Regions from separate parts of the Pan troglodytes genome. Here region 1 is linked to region 2. A link is a contact called in public Hi-C data. All regions are on one chromosome and are shown on one strand. Each heading gives the region's core, a stretch centred on a gene start, on an enhancer-like site or on the middle of the called end of the contact. The rest is flanking DNA. Distances are from core to core; before and after follow the strand shown. Region 1 has its middle 22 kb from the start of CLU. Region 2 overlaps CHRNA2 (cholinergic receptor nicotinic alpha 2 subunit).

The links. Hi-C and Micro-C count contacts between places; a contact is called where the count stands out from the background.
Region 1: a contact with region 2 is called in a Hi-C map of induced pluripotent stem cells, with 3 times the contacts expected there. The contact joins two enhancer-like sites. A contact is called at or near these places in 5 of 7 Hi-C or Micro-C datasets (blood, induced pluripotent stem cells, a lymphoblastoid cell line and 1 more) and 1 of 1 other capture datasets (stem cell-derived neural stem cells).

What each region holds. Positions count from the first base shown.
Region 1 is chr7:35,935,498-35,940,802 of NHGRI_mPanTro3-v2.0_pri, reverse strand. No RefSeq gene overlaps it. Among named protein-coding and RNA genes, the nearest start is that of CLU, 22 kb to the left of the region's middle. Within about 2 kb of position 2,437, at least 8 of the 24 cell types and tissues checked have an H3K27ac peak or open chromatin away from gene starts, as enhancers often do. A contact at or near this core is called in induced pluripotent stem cells, where this site is marked.
Region 2 is chr7:35,805,766-35,810,862 of NHGRI_mPanTro3-v2.0_pri, reverse strand. CHRNA2 (cholinergic receptor nicotinic alpha 2 subunit) reads left to right here. Exons shown (of 6, transcript NM_001033935.1): 5 at 1,434-2,448; 6 at 3,672-3,797. The coding sequence ends at 3,797. Among named protein-coding and RNA genes, the nearest start is that of CHRNA2, 8.2 kb to the left of the region's middle. Within about 2 kb of position 3,577, at least 2 of the 24 cell types and tissues checked have an H3K27ac peak or open chromatin away from gene starts, as enhancers often do. A contact at or near this core is called in induced pluripotent stem cells, where this site is marked.

The DNA of each region.
Region 1 (5,305 bases), core at 1,188-3,687, 130 kb before region 2:
GGGACCACTTTTTTGCAGTTGTGCCACTGGTAAGTGCTGAAGCTAAGAATGAACACAGGTCTGTCTCTGGGGGTCACAGGGCCCCACTAGAAAATAGGATAGTGGCAAACCCAGGAAGTATCCAGTAGTTCTAGAGACAATGCAAAGAGGACTTGGGTCTCCACGGTTTATTATAGAACCAATGATTACTAAGTCAGCCAATGTGATAGCAGCGAAGGCCAGGCCTGGGGGACACATTTACAAGGTTAATAATGAACTCTTTGTTTGCTCTTCTCCTACGCTGATCTGGTTAACCTGTAAGCCCAGCCCCTTGGTCATAATCCTCCTAGATGATGGCATCTCTCAGTGTTGGCCGGGGCCACATCACAGTGTGGACAGCTCCTCTTGCCCTGGGCCCCACCATGCCACGCTGAGGGCTAGCTCACTGGAGGTCCAACAGCTGCCACTAGCTAGCTCTGGTCCAGCCCAAGGCAGGGTGGGGACTTCCTCAGGGTAGGAAAGGGGACAGGGAGAGGTACAGCAATACTACCTGCCTGTCCTCATTTGTTGCCACCAGCACCCAGAGGAACAAAGACCATGACATTGAGCTGGTGCCAGACATTCTCCCAGGACCCCACCTTCACCCCTAGTCCTGCTCAGGTGCCCAATCCTATAAAGACTAGCCCCCATCCTTAAGGTTCATCATGAGGAGGGGGTGACAGGGGGACACTTACTCCAGCCTCATATTCATAAGAAGACTTCAACATATTTACAAATGACCTCATGAGTATAAAACCACAGAGATGCACTGACACTGTCAAAGGAAGGTGTTTGTTTTCCACGTTGAAACCTGTGCCCATCACCAGCCCACATGCTTAGAGAACACGAGGCATTTTTGTTTGTTTGTTTGTTTTTAAATAGAGATGAGTTCTTGCCCTGTTGTCCAGGCTGGAGTGCTGTGGTGGAATCATAGCTCACTGCAGCCTCCAACTCCTGGGCCCAAGTGATCCTCCTGCCTCGGCCTCCCTAGTAGTTGGGGCTACAGGTGCACATCACCATGCCTGGTGGTATTGGTTTTTAAAACTCTAATTGCAATTACCTTGAGCACAACACAATATAATCTCACTTTGTGTGTGTCAAAAATTTTAACCCAAAATGTCAGTAAGTCTGTTTTAGAATTTTCTGGAAATGGGCCAGGTGCAGTGGCTCACACCTGTAATCCCAGCACTTTGGGAGGCCGAGGCGAGCGGATCACGAGGTCAGGATATCGAGACCACGGTGAAACCCCATCTCTACTAAAAATAGAAAAAATTAGCCCGGCGTGGTGGCGGGCGCCTGTAGTCCCAGCTACTCGGGAGGCTGAGGCAGGAGAATGACGTGAACCCGGGAGGCGGAGCTTGCAGTGAGCCGAGATCGCGCCACTGCACTCCAGCCTGGGTGACAGAGTGAGACTCCGTCTCAAAAAAAAAAAAGAATTTTCTGGAAATGTCTGGACCTCTCTTAATCTCTAAAAGCCCTGCCATATGGGGAAGAAAACCAGGGTGGAAACTAAGATACACCAGGCTCAGATATTTAGTGCATCTTTACTGAGATACTGCCTTGAAATTCTTCCTTTTTACTGACTCAAGGCCCCACCTGGACTTTGAGATGAGGGTACTCATAGGTATTCTTCTGTCTTCCAGTCTTCCATTTTGGAAATAGCTCCCAACTTTTGCCTTATTCTAGTAACCGCAAACCTGGCCGGGCACGGTAGCTCACGACTATAATCTCAGCACTTTGGGAGGCTGAGGCGGGTGGATCACTTGAGGTCAGGAATTCGAGACCAGACTGACCAACATGGTGAAACCCCGTCTGTACTAAAAATACAAAAGTTAGCTGAGCATGGTGGCGGGCGCCTGTGATCCCGGCTGCTTGGGAGGCTGAGGCAGGAGAACTGCTTGAATCCGGGAGGCGGAGGTGGCAGTGAGCCAGGGTCACACCAACGCACTCCAAACTGGGCGACAGAGTGAGACTTGTTCTCAAAAACTAAAGTAAAGTAAAGTAAAGTAAAGTAAAGTAAAGTAAAGTAAACAGTAACCGCAGACCTAAGGATAAGATCTTTCTCGCAGGGGACTCGGAGACATCCCTTCCAGTTTGAAACCAACTGTCTGTCCTGTAGCGAACTCTTCCTTTTCGGCAACTCGCCTGGTGCCTCCCTGGGGGTTCGCTCCCGTCTCTGTGCCATTCCTCAATCACTTTAGCGTGCGACTAGCAGGCTGTGCAGGGTTGAGGTTGGAGACCAGGGCTTGGTGTCCTCCTGTGTGCCTCGCCTGGGTTAAGACAGCTGCCACCAGGGGCCACCTGAATCCCCCCCCGCCCCGGCCCCGCGCAGGGGCCGACAGGATGCTAACCCTGTGAAGGCCCAGAGTGAGATTCCTTCAGCTGAGCTGTGTCCCTAGGGATGCGGGCTTCACTGGCCCCTCTCCCCCGTCAGCACGACCTACCCGCCTTCCTTAGGTCACAAAGCCTCATCTTACACCGGGGACCCTCCCATGTAGGTGGCCAGGTTGGCTCTGCCGATGTTGGGCTATCCCCACCCAATCCCCACTAGTGAAGTGAGGTGGCATCTGTCTTCAATTCTCTGTCTTTGTATTTTTGGGGGGGCTTTCTGAGTGGTGGTCAGGTGCTGTATCCCCTGGGACGCTCAGAGCTCACCTGGACCCCTCCCTTTCTCGGCCCTGCACCTGAGGAGTGTGGGGTCAGGTGACCGCCTGGAGGGGAGAAGCTGCCGGAAAGCCACTCACTCTACATGGTGAGATTTGCGCATGCCTTGTTGGCAGGAGACTTCTCACCTCAAATTCAGCTTTGAGAGCCGCTCACGGCCAACAGCCTCAATGCTGTGCTGTGGTTGAGTTTCACGCTAGCTAGGGAGGCGCCGTTCCCCATCCTTCCACGCGATTGCAACTTCTTGGATGCTGCGAGCAGAAGCCGGGTCACGCGCACAGACTCCCAGCCTGGCCGCCAAGCGTTCCCGTTTCCTGAGCTGGGGAGGGCTTTGACCACAAGGGGGCAGCGCGGGCTCACGGCGCCTTGGGCTTAGATGGGGAGGGCAGCGCTGGGAGAAACGAGGACCTGGAAACCAGGAAAGGAAGCGGCGTGCGGACGGAGAGGCACGTGGATCGCATCAGCGATGCCCCTCAGCGCCCAACCTAGGGGCTGCGTGCACGCCGCTCCATATCAAAAGATCTCAGCAAGGAGAACGCTCGGGAAAGAAGATCTCAAGCACCAGAAAAATCCCACATCAAAGAAAGAGTATCTTATACGCATCTAAAAGCTGAACCGAAAATTGCATTGATTCTGGAAAGTCTATTTCTAGAACATTCGATTGCCTTAGGCTTCTAGGAATTGAAGTTTTACTGAGCCTCAGGGTTTCAGGCTTAAGTCACTGTGCTGTGCGTCCCTACTGTCTTCACTACTTCCATCAGGTTGGTGTGCGGGGTCAGAAGTCCGCAGAACAGGCGTGGCACTCCTTCCTAGAGCAGAAATGTTAGGGAAAACGATTTGGAAAGTAAAACACTACTTAAAAATGGAAAACACAATTATATAATGGAATAGAATGCAAAATTCATAGACGTTTAGAAATTAAAATATAAGCTATAGAAAACACACGGCTACCAGGCACTCTTTGATGGAGAAGTGTGAAGACACCGCCTTTCCTAGCTTGCTGTGTGACACTGGACAAGTTTCATCACTTCTCTGAGCCTTGGCTTCCTCATATGCAGAACAACCAGGTGATTTGGACTTGATGATTTTCAAAGCCTGCTGTGCTTTTGTTTTTATTAACTTCACCAATCCATTTCTTTTCTTATGTATCAGTCAGGGTTCTTCAGAGAAACAGAACCAATATATATTTCTATTAAGAGAGTTATTTCTAGGAATTAGCTCACGATTATAATCTTGCAAGCCCGAAATCCGTAGGGCAGCCCCAAAGACTGGAAACTCAGGCTGAGTTAGTGCTGTGGCCTTGAGGCAGAATTTCATCTTCTCCTGAAAACCTAGATTTTTGATTTTAAGGCCTTTTAACTGATTTCATGGGATCCACCCACAGTATCAAGGATACTTTATTTTACTTAAAGTCAACTGATTGTTAACCATATCTACAAAATATCTTCACAGCAACACGGAGATGGGTGTTTGATTAAATAACTTGGTACTGTAGCCTGGTAAGTTGACACAGAAAACTAACTGTTACGTACCTCCCAGCTGGGCTGGCTTCATGAGGGATGACCTGGGTAGTGCTCCAAAGGACCCTGCACTTGGTTTCATGGGGGATGACCTGGGTAGTCCTCCAAAGGACCCTGTGCTCATGGGGGATGCTCCAAAGGACTCTGCACTCGGTTTCATGGAGGATGACCTGGGTAGTGCTCCAAAGGACTCTGCATTCAGTTTAATGCCCTGCTGTCACCCTCTTGAAATTCTTAAACATTTTGGAACAAGGGCTCCTCCATTTTTATTTTGCACTGGGCAGGCCTGCAAATTATGTAGCTGGTCCTAGTGCCCCAATGAAATAGAGAAATATATAGAAATATACAGAACCTAAATTTTACCATCGTGAGCACTTTAAGTGTACAGTTCAAGGACTTTAAGTTCCTTACAATTATTGCACAATCATCACCCCCATCCCTCTCCAGAAAACGTTTTCATCTTCCCTAACTGAAGCTCTGTACCCATTAAACACTAACTCCTCTTTCCCCACCACCTCCAGCCTGTGGGAACCACTGTTTACTTTGCTTCTGAATTTGACTCTTCTAGATACCCCATATAAATGGAATCACACAGTATTTGTCCTTTTGTGTCTGGTTTATTTCACTCTGCACAATGTCCTCAAAGTTCATTTTGTTATTGTATGTGTCAGAATTTCCCTCCTTCTAAAGCCTGAATAATACTATTGTATGAATATACCTCATTTTGTTCCTCCATTTGTCTTGATAAGACATTTGACTATTGCGAATAATGCTGTTATAAAGATGGGTGTACAAACACCTCTTTGAGATCCTGCTTTGAGTTATTTTGAGTATATACCCAGAAATAGAATTTCTGGATCATATGGGAATTCTATGTTTAATTTTTTGAGGAACCACCATGCCATTTTCTGCCGTGGCTGCCCCATTCTACACTTCTGCTACATTTCCATTACATTTGTGCTTTGAGGGAACCCCCAAAGCAAAAGAGTTCCAGTTTCTCCATATCCTCACCAGACACTTGTTAGTTTCTGTTTTTTGTTTTTTTTTAAATTGATTCTAAGGGGTGTGGTCTCTCATTGTAGTTTGATTTGCATTTCCCTAAT
Region 2 (5,097 bases), core at 2,328-4,827:
CTTTTGTCTCAATGTGTTTGTTACTCCCTTTCAAAGTTCCCATTTCCAGCCTGCCCATATCTCTACCATGGAACTACTCCATGGGGGAAAAAAGCCCCTGTTCCCAAGTACTCTTCTGATTTCCTGGATTTTAGGATTGACTGTGGGAATTAGAAGGGGAGGGAGGATGGTTAAAGACTAGAGCAGGAGCCCACCGAGCCAACTCCTGGTGGAATCAGGGGCTGAGGCTTCCAGGAAGTGCTATCTGACTGGTCACCACTATTCCAGTGTCCCCAGACTCCTTGTGGGTCCTTGATGCCTAGTCCCATGATACCCCTGATTCACACTCTCTGTCCCTGTGTGACCCTCTACTGGAAGGCTCTCTGCCCATTTCTCAGCCAAATCCTACCATCAGTCAAGGCCTTTTGCAAACGGCAGGCTTATCGATGACCCTGCTCACCTCCCAGAAGGGAGTTTTCCCCCAAAGAGTCCAGGGAGCACCCAGACTGCCCTCCTAGCGTTGCCAACTGCCTCCCTGATGTTGCAGTGGTTCCTGGAGACGTCTCATCTCCTCATGGCTCCTTAAAGGCAGGGACCTTTCTCATATTCCTCTTCTGCACAGCTCTGGTACAGGCCCTAGCGGATGAGGGGCTCAAAAACGCATGTTAAATGGATACATTCAAGGTAGTATCTTCACCTGCAAAGATGTTAGGTCTCTTCTGAGCAAGGATGATCCCAGGTGGAAAGGGATCGCCCTCCTAAGGGGCCGACTCATCATCTGCTAGGGAAGAAAAACAGACTCATAGATATCATTCTAATATATTAAATGTTCAGCTCACAGGAGGACAGCTTTGACCCCCTGTGATGTCATCCCCACCCAGCCAATCAGCAGCAAGCACCTGGCCACACCCACCCCTTCCCCAAAACTGCCTTTGAAAAACCCCTAACACGCACGAACTTGGAAGAGATGCTTTGAATGCTATCTCCTTCTCCCCCGTGGCGTGGCTGGCCTTGTGTCTATTCAACTCTTTCATTACTGCAAATAAAATAAAATATTAAATGAATAAAAATAGGCAAACAACATATACCCCATGATCACAAATATATATGATTGTCATATATTGATAGATTATGTATATATAATCGTTATACATTTTATATATATACATATATATCATCAAAATGTTATTAGTGGTTGTTTTTAGAATTCTTGGTACTGCCTTCTATTCCTCACAATTCCTCCTTTTGTATTTAAAAAGGTAGTAATTGACAAGACAGCTCAGTGGCTATACATGTGCATGCCGGGGGAGACTTACACACTTGCATAAATAAACCCCGCCAGTGTGGCCGGGTCTGACTTGATTCTTGGGGTTCCCCTGCTGCCAGCTCTCTGAGTAGCCTGGCTCAGGCAGGTGGGTGTGCAGGGGTCTCCCCAGCTCCTCTCCTCTTCCCAGTGCAGATGGGGAGTTTGCAGTGACCCACATGACCAAGGCCCACCTCTTCTCCACGGGCACTGTGCACTGGGTGCCCCCGGCCATCTACAAGAGCTCCTGCAGTATCGACGTCACCTTCTTCCCCTTCGACCAGCAGAACTGCAAGATGAAGTTTGGCTCCTGGACTTATGACAAGGCCAAGATCGACCTGGAGCAGATGGAGCAGACTGTGGACCTGAAGGACTACTGGGAGAGCGGCGAGTGGGCCATCGTCAATGCCACGGGCACCTACAACAGCAAGAAGTACGACTGCTGCGCCGAGATCTACCCCGACGTCACCTACGCCTTCATCATCCGGCGGCTGCCGCTCTTCTACACCATCAACCTCATCATCCCCTGCCTGCTCATCTCCTGCCTCACTGTGCTGGTCTTCTACCTGCCCTCCAACTGCGGCGAGAAGATCACGCTGTGCATTTCGGTGCTGCTGTCACTCACCGTCTTCCTGCTGCTCATCACTGAGATCATCCCGTCCACCTCGCTGGTCATCCCGCTCATCGGCGAGTACCTGCTGTTCACCATGATCTTCGTCACCCTGTCCATTGTCATCACCGTCTTCGTGCTCAATGTGCACCACCGCTCCCCCAGCACCCACACCATGCCCCACTGGGTGCGGGGGACCCTTCTGGGCTGTGTGCCCCGGTGGCTTCTGATGAACCGGCCCCCACCACCCTTGGAGCTCTGCCACCCCCTACACCTGAAGCTCAGCCCCTCTTATCACTGGCTGGAGAGCAACGTGGATGCCGAGGAGAGGGAGGTGGTGGTGGAGGAGGAGGACAGATGGGCATGTGCAGGTCATGTGGCCCCCTCTGTGGGCACCCTCTGCAGCCACGGCCACCTGCACTCTGGGGCCTCAGGTCCCAAGGCTGAGGCTCTGCTGCAGGAGGGTGAGCTGCTGCTATCACCCCACATGCAGAAGGCACTGGAAGGTGTGCACTACATTGCCGACCACCTGCGGTCTGAGGATGCCGACTCTTCGGTGCGTTGGGGTTGGGAGAGGCGCCAGCCTGGGTGGCCCCACCAACTTAGCAGGGAACCAACTCATCACAGAGTGTGAGCTTGGGCAGCCCAGGCCCCTCTCGTGAAGGCCCACTTCCCTCAGTCATGGTCCTTAGATGGAATAAATAGCAAGAGAGCACATGTAGCTGGCCGCTTTGAGGACATTTATTGGCAGGTGGCAGGTTACACACCACAGAGTCAGGCATGAGCAGCTCAGACTAACAGGGATCCTGAGAGCCAGAGAGGGAGGACCCCGGATGCTGAACCCCGTGCCTCCCTCAGGCCGCCAGCTCCCACCATTGCCTTGGAGGTGGCGGCAGGCAGGGGGAGCATTTCAGGAGAGACCCAGAAAGTCAGCTGCTGCAGTGTCAGCCTTTGTCGTTTGTCTTGGATGGTCTCTTCCTCCGCCTCCTTGTTCATGGGCTCCTGAGGATCTTGCAAACTTCACTCTTCAACCACAAACCCTGCAGATTCTTGGTTGTGCCAGGTGGACTCCACTCCCCCGCCCCTGCCATGACATTGGCCCCACCCTGACCCCTGCCCCAGCTCCTGTCTGCCATTGTTATGTGAGCAGGCCACTACTCTAGCACAAAATTCTTATCAGCCTAGAGAATGATGAAAGGCCGGGGGGTTATTACTGAGTGGCCTTGATGAACAGACAAGAAAATTAATCATGACGTCATCCAGGAGCAGTGGAGAATCCAGGCTCCCTTGTCTGGGCTGTGAGCCCAAGTTCTACAAAGCCCCCGCCCCACCCCCAGCCTGCCTGGGGTCCCAGCCACCTTTGCCTGTTTCCCTCTCCCCAGCTCCAGCAGGTGGGTGAGGAGGCAACCTGGAGCAGCAAAGTCTGGTGTTGCATTGAAGTCTGCAGGCCCCCTAGAAGGGCCCATGCTCCTGGGTGTTCCTGCCGCCTCCTTGTGTCCCTCTAGCCTCCTTTACCTATAGTCTGGGAGCATAATATGGACAGGTCTGGGCATGTGGAGGGGCTGGGATGGGAGGGGAATCATCAGTGGAGCTTACTGGAGCCTTGAAACAGCCCTCCCTTCCACCCACCCCGCTCCCTGCGCTGACCTTTGCTCCCCAAGGTCTCTGTGGGGCAGTTGCTGCTGCCCCCAGTGGCCGTCTGTGCAGGGGCTGTGAATGGGGGGAACACATCCCTTTCCCAGGCCTGGCCCCTGTCACTGTGTGCTGTCTTCCCCACAGGTGAAGGAGGACTGGAAGTATGTTGCCATGGTCATCGACAGGATCTTCCTCTGGCTGTTTATCATCGTCTGCTTCCTGGGGACCATCGGCCTCTTTCTGCCTCCATTCCTAGCTGGAATGATCTAACTGCACCTCCCTCCAGCTGGCTCCCAGGGCACCCCCGCTGACCATCTTTTGACCATCTCTGCTACAGCTGCCTCTGGTGTCCCCTTTGGGGTGAGCAGGTGCCTCTCCACGGAGTCTGGACACTGACCCAGGCATTGCAGGCTTCCATCCAGCTTAACGTTATTGTACCAGGGCTGAGAGCCTGCTGGGTGCAAAGCCCTGTTTTGGATACGGAGGAGCTGGGGAAGCTCTGCAGAAGGTCACAGTAGTGTGGTGACCAAGTAGGGCAGAGTAAGATTCTCCTGGAGGAGCAGTGCAGACCCTAAGTGACAGAAGGGTCAACCAGGGGGACAGTGGGGCCAGGGTGACGAGGAAGGGAATGCAGACCTCAAAGGAGGGGCCGTGGGGGCAAAGGGGAGGGTTCTTGGAGGTGGAAGGGCTCTGAACAATGTTTAGATTTGGAGATGAGCCCAAAGTGCCAGGGAGAACAGCCAGGTGAGGTGGGAGGTTGGAGAGCCAGGTGGGGTCTCTCTAAGCCAGGCTGGGGTTGAAGTTTGGAGTCTGTCCGAGTTTGCAGGGTGCTGAGCTGTACGGTCCAGCAGGGGAGTAATAAGGGCTCTTCCGGAAGGGGAGGAAGCGGGAGGCAGGGCCTGCACCTGAGGTGGAGGTACAGGGCAGATCTTCCCTACCGGGGAGGGACGGATGTTTGGATACAGGTGGCTGGGCTATTCCATCCATCTGGAAGCACATTTGAGCCTCCAGGCTTCTCCTTGACGTCATTCCTCTCCCTTCCTTGCTGGAAAATGGCTCTGCACCAGCAGGCCCCCAGGAGGTCTGGCAGAGCTGAGAGCCATGGCCTGCAGGGGCTCCATATGTCCCTACACGTGCAGCCGGCAAACAAGAAAGACCATCCTGAGCCGCTCCTGACCCACCTCAAACTCATCTCATTCGGCCTGTCCTCCCTCCCTTCACCCCTCCTTCCCTCCCCAGGAACCCTGTTCCCTGTGCCTGGCTCCATCAGGAGGAGGCCTCACTTGGGAGTTGAAGATCTTTGCCTTTAGTTCCTTTGATTCTGAACTTCTCAAAGGCAGGGACTCTGCCCGTTATTTTTCCCACCCCCAGCACCTAGCACAGCGCTGGGTGAGTGGGTCAGCACTTAAGGCGTTTGTTCTGAGTGGTTGAGGGGAGCAAGCTGGATTGTTTGGGCCCTAGGACTGTTGTGTAGATGGCAAAGCTCTGGTCCCGTCCCTTATCAGCCTGCCTCGTCTCTCCCAGAGCCCCGAGGTGTGTTGACCTGCTCTGGACCCTTCAGAGCAGCCTG